Linked DNA regions of Zea mays: regions 1 and 2 are each linked to region 3. Evidence: chromatin contacts called from public Hi-C data. All regions are on one chromosome and are shown on one strand. Each heading gives the region's core, a stretch centred on a gene start, on an enhancer-like site or on the middle of the called end of the contact. The rest is flanking DNA. Distances are from core to core; before and after follow the strand shown.

Region 1 (2,700 bases), core at 20-2,519, 660 kb before region 3:
CAGTGTCAAAATGCCTCTGAAAATTGTACTAGAAAACATGGGGAAATAGCAGGACAGGCAGACTTCTAAAAATATTGTTTGGCAGGGGTCAATCCAGAGTCTGAATTGTGTATCCGAGATGTAAACAAGGCACACGCAGGAGGGCGGGAAACACAGGTTCAGAAACATCCGAAGATTCATGCCCGGCCCACTCCCCAGCGAAGAAGCAAAGAAGTCGCAGAATCGATACCTGCGGCTTGCCCGGCACGACGGCGACGCAGTCCTTACAGCCCTGCAGCTTCTCGTCGCCGATGAGGGGGCGCGCGTGGACCGCCACCTTGACGCAGCAATCCTCGCCGTGCTCCATGGTCATCGCGCCCACCGGACGACCATACAACTAGCAACCACTTTCTATCTCTCTCTGTCTCTCTCTCTCTCTTTTCTCAATGCAAGCAGCAACAAGAACAGGGAGGGCAATAAGACAGACAAACAGACAGGGGGAGGAAGGATAGAAAGAAGAGAAGTGAAGCAAAAGACTAAAGCAGGCAGCAGCAGATGGTGATAGCGAGTAACAGCAGCCACCACCACCACCACCGATGGATGGACGGGTCTGATGGGTTGACGGATGGATCAATCCTCCTCCTCCGCCTGCCACACCATCATGGTTCCTTTCCTTGGGTTACACTTCAATTCCCCCCCTCCCCTCCCCTGTCTCTGTTCGTTCGTGCGAGGTAGATAGAGATGGATTCAGGTGGAGATGTTGGTAGTAGCGTCAGGCGGAGTCTCGGCCGAAGCAAGGAGCGAGGAAAACTTGACCGTCACTTCTGCAACTACCACCACCGCCGCGCGCCCTGCCCTGCCCTGCCCTGCCGCCGATCCAGTCCAACCGCAACCGCGGCTAGCTGCAATTGAGTGAGCGAGCTGTGGCTACAAATGCTGCTTGCCACTCCTGCTGCTCGGATCTTGCTGCCCTGATTCCCCCTCCCCGCTGCGCTGGTGCTCTTAGTTGGGAAGGCGGGGGGTCCTTTGGGCCTGGTGTTTGGTGGTGGGTGGGAATGGAGACGGAGAGCGAGAGCGAGACGGAGGAGGACAAAGCAAGGCTAGGCTAGGTGTGGGAGATGAGTGTGTGCTGGTGAAGGATGGCCTGTGGGTGTGGGGGGTGCCCCTGCGGCCTGCCGCTCTCTTGGCTTGGAGTATTTTATTTCCTTTCCTCCTTTTTTTCCCGGCGAAGGTGAGTGAGTGAGTGGGCAGGGACGGGGAGCGAGCGAGAGAGCGAGTGATTAATCACTGCCTGCAGCTGCGGTGTTATTACCTTTCCACTGCTCGCTCGCTCGCTCGTCCGTCCGCCGCAACAAGGACGTGGCATCTTCTTGGTTGTTAGTGACCCAAGCACAATTGACCGAACTGACCTCTCTCTCTCTCGTCTTGAAAGTAAATCCTACCATCTGCTGATTTATCTTTTTCCGTACGGATCCCTATCAAGCGAGACGTAGTGCTAATTTTTTTTTATAAAAAAAATAATTATCGCGGGCAGGATTTCTATCAGGAAAACACATTTTCCCCATTTCATTCGCTGGTCGCCTTTTTCTCGCCTTATTAATCGAGAAATAATAGAAAGAGAAACCGGAACTGTTGCTCCGATTCAGTGCCTGTGAAGGCAGTCAGGAGCCAGAACATCAGAGCTGCCCACCTGCTCTCTGGTACTGGTAGTATATATATATAGTAAATGTAACGGACAATGGCAACGTGTAGTAGCTAGGGAAAACAACAGCGGGACAAGACAAGCTACGTACACGGTACGGCAGTGCACTGCATGTGGTGATGTGGAGCCAGGCATACTGTAACTGTAGCGCCACGTTGAGTTCTCATGCACTTTATACATACCGTAACGTATTTCCCATCCATAAACGTGACGCTGCCGCATCGTTGCCTAGTGGCTTCCACAAGACCACAAGAAATTAACTTGGGGGACCGAAAAGCATTGACTGGTGCCGTTGTTTCATGTAATAAGCTTTCCCCCTCGAATCGCTAACAAACGCTGTCCCCATCTCCTCCTCCTCCTCCCACCACCGCTACAAAAAAAAACGAACACGGGCCAACGACGCTATATATGACAGCACAGCACACACAGAACGTGGTCTAGAGTCAAGTCAGAACGGAGTAGTAAAGTAACAAGTACTCCTAATAAGTTGCAAGGCGCAAGAGTGTCGAGAGCATGCATGGCGACGTCGCCGTCACTCAGAGGACAGTAGATAGACGATGAAACAAACAACACTCCTAACTCCATCGATCGAAGCTGATGGGGCGTCAATTCTGCTATGCCATTAGGTTAGCAAGCAAGCAGAAACAGAGGAGGAGGAGGAGGAGGAGGAGGCGTACGCGTGAATGGCGTCTCAACAGGCCACATTCGGTTTGCGCGCGGGACGTCGCTGATGCCAACGCTCCACCTCCCCTCTAACAGCGACGTAATAATCCCGTAGTTTATGCGGGGGCAGGTGCCCCTCTCTCGCGCGCGCACACATGCACGTCACATTATCTGAGTATCATATTGTTTTGCACAAAGTGCTGGATCCCCTTTCACGTCTCGGTGGTTAGCCAGTCCCATGTGCCTTCCAGAACAATGTACTTGTTTGTTTTTTTATATATTTCACGGCTCGGTCTCTCTCTTTCTCTTTTTTTCTTATTTCATCCAAGGCTGGGCACAAGCTTGTTGGTGGGAGG
Region 2 (2,700 bases), core at 68-2,567, 550 kb before region 3:
AAATCCTCATTTCTAAACTCTATTTATAGGGTATCAACATATCCGCATAAATCTGAGCTTTGCAGGTTCAAGATAGGGTATTATTTTGCAAATCTGTGTGTTAGTGTGTGTGCTTGGAGATTCTTCTCCCCTTGTACTCTATGTACACTCTATTCTTCTTAATGAAATGACGCTGCGTGTTTGAGAAATAATTTTGCAAACCTAAAGCTGCAAGAGAATCATTGTTATGCCACCATTAGGAACAGTATGGTATTTTTCTACAATGTTGTAGCAAGCAAAGCAAACTTTAGCTCCACAAGCACTAGTCAACTAGTTATAATGAATGCTACAATAAACTTACAATACATGCCAGAGCTGTGCTATTATGTTAAACTTGATTTCCCATTTAAATGGCCGTTTAGCCAAAATAGTCACTATATGGTAGGTGACCCACTGTTAAGCATTTAGGAAAACACTGCTTAAAACGCAGTCAAGCTATAGACATCACTGTAGGCGTTTATGGAAACAATCTTACCTGATGATTTGCTAATCATGTATTTGAGATTTCCATGTATCTCAAAGAAGTTATTATCATCTCCAGAGTTAGTACCGTCTGAGAAAAGGTGTAAAATTCTAATTTGCGTGAAATTATTGAGGATACAAGCAAAGAAATTTGTAGAGAATACCCATGCAATTCCTCATACCACTATCCTCACTGCCTGTATCAAACTCGTCTTCGCTGAAATCATTTAATTTCGGCCTGATGTTTAGCCATTTTTTCATCACCATTGAAGACCAAAATGGCTGCAATTTATACCAGGTCAGATAACTCGGCATTATCAAGAGCAGTAAAAGGGAAAAACGATCCATCATAATTCATACAAGCATATACTGAAGCTACCCATTTCTGCAGATTACCTCTGACTGTTTTCTTCTTTGATCTCTCATCATCTTCAACGCTACAAGGAAGGCTAGGAACAAAACTTCGAACCTCCCTCCATTTCAAAGAAAAGACAGGTCCATATGTTCCAACTATCTACTAGGGGGATATGTTCCAACGAGTTACTAGGGGGGAAGCAGATGCAAGATAAATACATACAGGAAAGATGCAACTAGACAAAGTGGAAGTCGGCATTAAGTTTCCAGCTAGTTCACTGTTACCACTTGTCCTTCAAATTGCAGAATAGCTTTTGCAGCAGTAAGATCCATATTGAATACTCCCACCGCTGTCCACTTGGTCATGGAGAATATGTGAAGTAGACACCAATATAACAACTGTTGCTTTCTAGCATAAGAAAACTAAGAAAAGGGTAGATATGCGAAAATTTGAGCACAATTGGTGGACAACATCCAGTGTTTGTCCTGCATGAACTTCTACCAAGTGCACATGGTCCAACAAGACATTATACCATGTGACAGGGACAAGCACAGCATCATCATACTGTTCGAAGAGATGGACAGGTCCACATATGTGTGGATCATACTGGATTTGATGGGCTCTTCAGCGTGTTCGAGAAAAGAAATACTGGATTTGATGGATCAAAACAGCCATTACTTATTAGCACAGACAGATGACGCAAAAAATTGGTGGAGACGGGCACTATCTGTGGTCCTGGTCCTGTTCACTTTACTATGGAAATAGAGAGACACTAGGCTCTTGGTTCCGAATCAAAGAACAGGAAGGCCTCTAACCATCTAGGATAGCAAGATATTTCTCAAAGTGAAACAGAGTGAGACAGCTCACATAAGAAGTGGAGGAAGAGCTACATCAGAGTGAAACATTAATGTCAACTAGTCGGTTGCTCGTGCGTTGCGACGGCTTACAACAATATCTATGTAAACTATTCAGCAAAAAAATTTCAAGTTTTTTTATTGATTGTCCCCGCTCTCCGTATAATATTTTTTTGATTTTGCTAACTGATGTTATTGTTTACTCCATCCAATATGTCTTGGTATAACACGGCCAATGAAGTGAACGATTAGAATAGAGTTCACAACGACTGATTAAACGAACAGAGATTATAAAATGACATAATTCCACCATACAGACACCAAATAAGAGAAAGTTTGTGAGCTCAAGTTTCTAAAATAAGTCCCATGAACTTAAACTTATAAAAAAGATAGATCAAAATATAGAGTGATTGCTAAAGTCAGCCATCAATAAAAACTGGATGCACTCCATATAAATTATGCTACTTTGTAGCAATTACTAACGTTTAAAACCAACAAATAACCTTTCATTTTACTGTTAGTGTGACAAATCATTGTTGCTCCATCCAATTCAGCAACCTCAAACACCATGGAGTCCATTGTGCCAATGTGGTCTCAGAAACGACATAATATTTGCAAGAGCCAAGAACGTTGTGTCGTGCTTGGGCTATAGTCTCGGCCTGTAGTGCTGGCCCGGTCCAACACGATTATATATTTTTTATTTTACAAAAAAACGTATATACATGTATACAATTTATATTCAATATTGTTAGACAGTTTCACCAGTGTCTCCCGCCCTTCTTGCATCAAGGCATGGGTTCGAACCCCACCTCCTGCATTGGTTTTTAACATTTTACGCTGATTTAATCAAATTAGCCGACGGGCTAACGAGCTAGCCCAGCATAGTCAGCAGGCCGGCATGACGTGCCTGGGCCAGAATTGTGGCTCACGGGCGTCTGGTCCGTGCCGGGCCGCCGTTTGGCCATCTATAGGCGTGCAACGGGTTAATTT
Region 3 (2,700 bases), core at 176-2,675:
CTCGGCAGTGTTTATGTGTCCGTACAACCTAGGCTAGATGGGATACATGGCTTGTAGATAAAGTTGTACCACATCTGCAGAGTGTAAAATGATATGTGAGCCGTGCTCACGGTTAAGTGCAACCTGGACCCTCACATGATAACTGAACTTAAAGATGGAGAACAAATCGTGATCCGATGATTTATAAATGTTTTGCTTAAGTGGTTTCACTTAAATGTTTTTGATATAATCATATGCTTATGATTAATTGAGATATTTTAAGATACACTTACAATTAGTAAGATAGGCGTTGTTAATAAAATATTGACCAACTAAAATGCTTACCGATTATCCATAGCCTACCTTGTAAACCTTGTATAACTTCTCCCACTTACTGAGCCCCCACCATAAATAAGCTCACCCCTTGCTAATATTTTGATTAGAAGCTGATGAGGAAGACTGTGACGATGGTGATGACGAGTACTGAGTCTAGCGATGTGCGAGTCATCTTCTTGTGGAAGATTGCCCATGCTATATCCGTCGTACTTTGATGATGATACTATTTGAGGCTTTTATGTCTGGATGATGTAATAAAGTTATTATACACTCTTTACGCATTTATTACATTGTCTTTTGATATATTACACTTGTGACGTCAATATATATGTGATAAATAGATTCTGGCACATATATGCTATGTATTCGGTTTTGCCCATAGGACCGGGTGTGACACTCTACAAACAACGGCAAACAGTGCCATCTACGGTTTCATGCCTCCTATTTTACACAATTCACTGAAGAAAGTCAGAGTAAACCACATTTGTCACTACGATATACTCTCTTTGTCCCCGTTTATAATTCACTTAACTTTTCGACATCAAATTTGACCGAAGCCTCTTATTAAAAAATTCAAAAAAATCAAAATATTCAAAGTCATATTTAAGACAATTTAAGCGTATAGGATACTACCTCCGTTCACAAATAACACTGTTGACTTTTTTCGAAAACTTTGACCACTCGTTTTATTCATTATTTATTTAAAAATATAAGATTTTAAATCAAGCATAAACTAATAATAAGTCATTATTATTTTGAATAAGATGAATGGTTAATTTTTTTAAAGTCAATAATATCATATATTTATAAACGGAAGCATTTTTAATTTTGCTCTTTCGGAACATCAAGAGTATTTTTCTGATAGTATCCTTTATATTAAAAGGTCAAACAAAGCTTTCATCAAACGGGAAATTTAGAAAAAAGGATTTGCCATCGTAATTATGGAATTCGTAAGAGTAGCGGCGTCAATGGCTAATGTCATTGTTTTGCCCAAGCCCAAATCGCACGCGACTAGCCAGGCAAACCACAGAAATAAAGTAATTAATAGTAGTAATAATAATACAAAGAAAAAAAAGAAACTGGCGTGGAATTAGCCCACGGACAGGACAGTAGCATTTAATCGGGATGAATCCCTTGGTGGCGTCCGCAGCGTCCAGCCGTCCACCCAACCACTCCTCTCCTCCCCGGTCCTCCTCCCCTTCCTCGGCAGATCCGCCGCCGCCCGTTCCCATGGGCCAGTGCCTCTCCGCCCCGCGCCACCGCAAGCCCCCGCCCCTGCCTCTGTCGCCCGCGCTGTCCGTTCCGCCGCAGATCCTCTCTTCCATCGCCGACGCCGTCGGGGAGGATCACACCGCCGACCTCCCTGAGGAGCTCCTCGCCCTCGTCTTCGGTCTTCTCGGCTCCGGCGACCGCAAGCGATGTTCCCTCGTTTGCCGCCGCTGGCTGGTCGTAGAGGCCGCCTCCCGCTTCCGCCTCGCGATCGACGCCAGGGCATCGCCGCTCGCCGAATCCGCCCTCCCCCGCCTCCTCGCGCGCTTCCCCGCCGTCTCCAAGCTCGCGCTCAAGTGCGACCGCCGCGCCGAGAGCGTGGGCGACCCGGCCCTCGCGCAAGTTGCGGACCGCCTCGGCCCGGGCCTTCGGCGCCTCAAGCTCCGCTCCCTGCGTGCGGTCACCGACGATGGGGTCGCCGCGCTCGCCGCCGCGGCCGCCAACCTCCGCAAGCTCTCCGTCGGATCCTGCGACTTCGGGGCCAAGGGAATCGAGGCTGTCCTCCGCTCGTGCCTCCACCTCGAGGAGCTCTCCGTCAAGCGCCTCCGTGGCCTCGCTGAGTCAGAGCCCATCTCCGTCTCCAGCCCACGCCTTCAATCTCTATCGCTTAAGGATCTGTACAACGGCCAGTGCTTCTCCTGTTTGATCACTCAGTCGCCAAACCTCAAAACCCTCAAGATTATCAGATGCGCGGGTAACTGGGATATCGTGCTCCAGGACGTTCCAAGGGATTCTCTCCTAGCCGAGCTCCATCTCGAGAAGCTGCAGGTCAGTGACTGGGGTGTAGCTGCCTTATATGGGCTCGAGGTACTCTACCTTGCCAAGGCACCTGAGGTCACTGATATCGGATTAGCTGAGCTTGCTGCTAAGTCGCCACGCCTCCGCAAGCTGCATGTTGATGGTTGGAAAGCAAACAGGATTGGTGACCGGGGGCTTGCGGCTGTTGCACAGAAATGTTCCAGCTTGCAGGAACTGGTCCTCATTGGTGTGAATTTGACATCATTAAGTCTTGAGTTGATTGCAACGAACTGCCCCACCTTAGAGCGGCTCGCACTGTGTGGGTCCGACACGTTTGGTGATGCAGAGATGTCATGTGTCGCCTCCAAATGTTCTGCT

The links. A called contact is a pair of places that touch in the nucleus more often than the background predicts.
Region 1: a Hi-C map of leaf shows a contact between it and region 3, with 3 times the contacts expected there. The contact joins the promoter of LOC103632344 here to the promoter of LOC103632351 in region 3. A contact is called at or near these places in 4 of 25 Hi-C or Micro-C datasets (ear, leaf and tassel).
Region 2: a Hi-C map of endosperm shows a contact between it and region 3, with 4 times the contacts expected there. The contact joins the promoter of LOC103632346 here to the promoter of LOC103632351 in region 3. A contact is called at or near these places in 8 of 25 Hi-C or Micro-C datasets (bundle sheath, ear, endosperm and 3 more) and 1 of 3 datasets of contacts at active chromatin or transcription factors (leaf).

What each region holds. Positions count from the first base shown.
Region 1 is chr7:49,116,345-49,119,044 of Zm-B73-REFERENCE-NAM-5.0, forward strand. LOC103632344 (kinesin-like protein KIN-4A) reads right to left here and starts at 1,270. Exons shown (of 25, transcript XM_008654154.3): 1 at 230-1,270. The coding sequence starts at 352.
Region 2 is chr7:49,229,779-49,232,478 of Zm-B73-REFERENCE-NAM-5.0, forward strand. It overlaps LOC103632346 (type I inositol polyphosphate 5-phosphatase 2), which reads right to left and starts at 1,318. Exons shown (of 10, transcript XM_008654158.4): 1 at 898-1,318; 2 at 684-783; 3 at 515-592. The coding sequence starts at 930.
Region 3 is chr7:49,779,610-49,782,309 of Zm-B73-REFERENCE-NAM-5.0, forward strand. LOC103632351 (F-box protein At1g47056) reads left to right here and starts at 1,426. Exons shown (of 1, transcript XM_008654167.3): 1 at 1,426-2,700. The coding sequence starts at 1,441.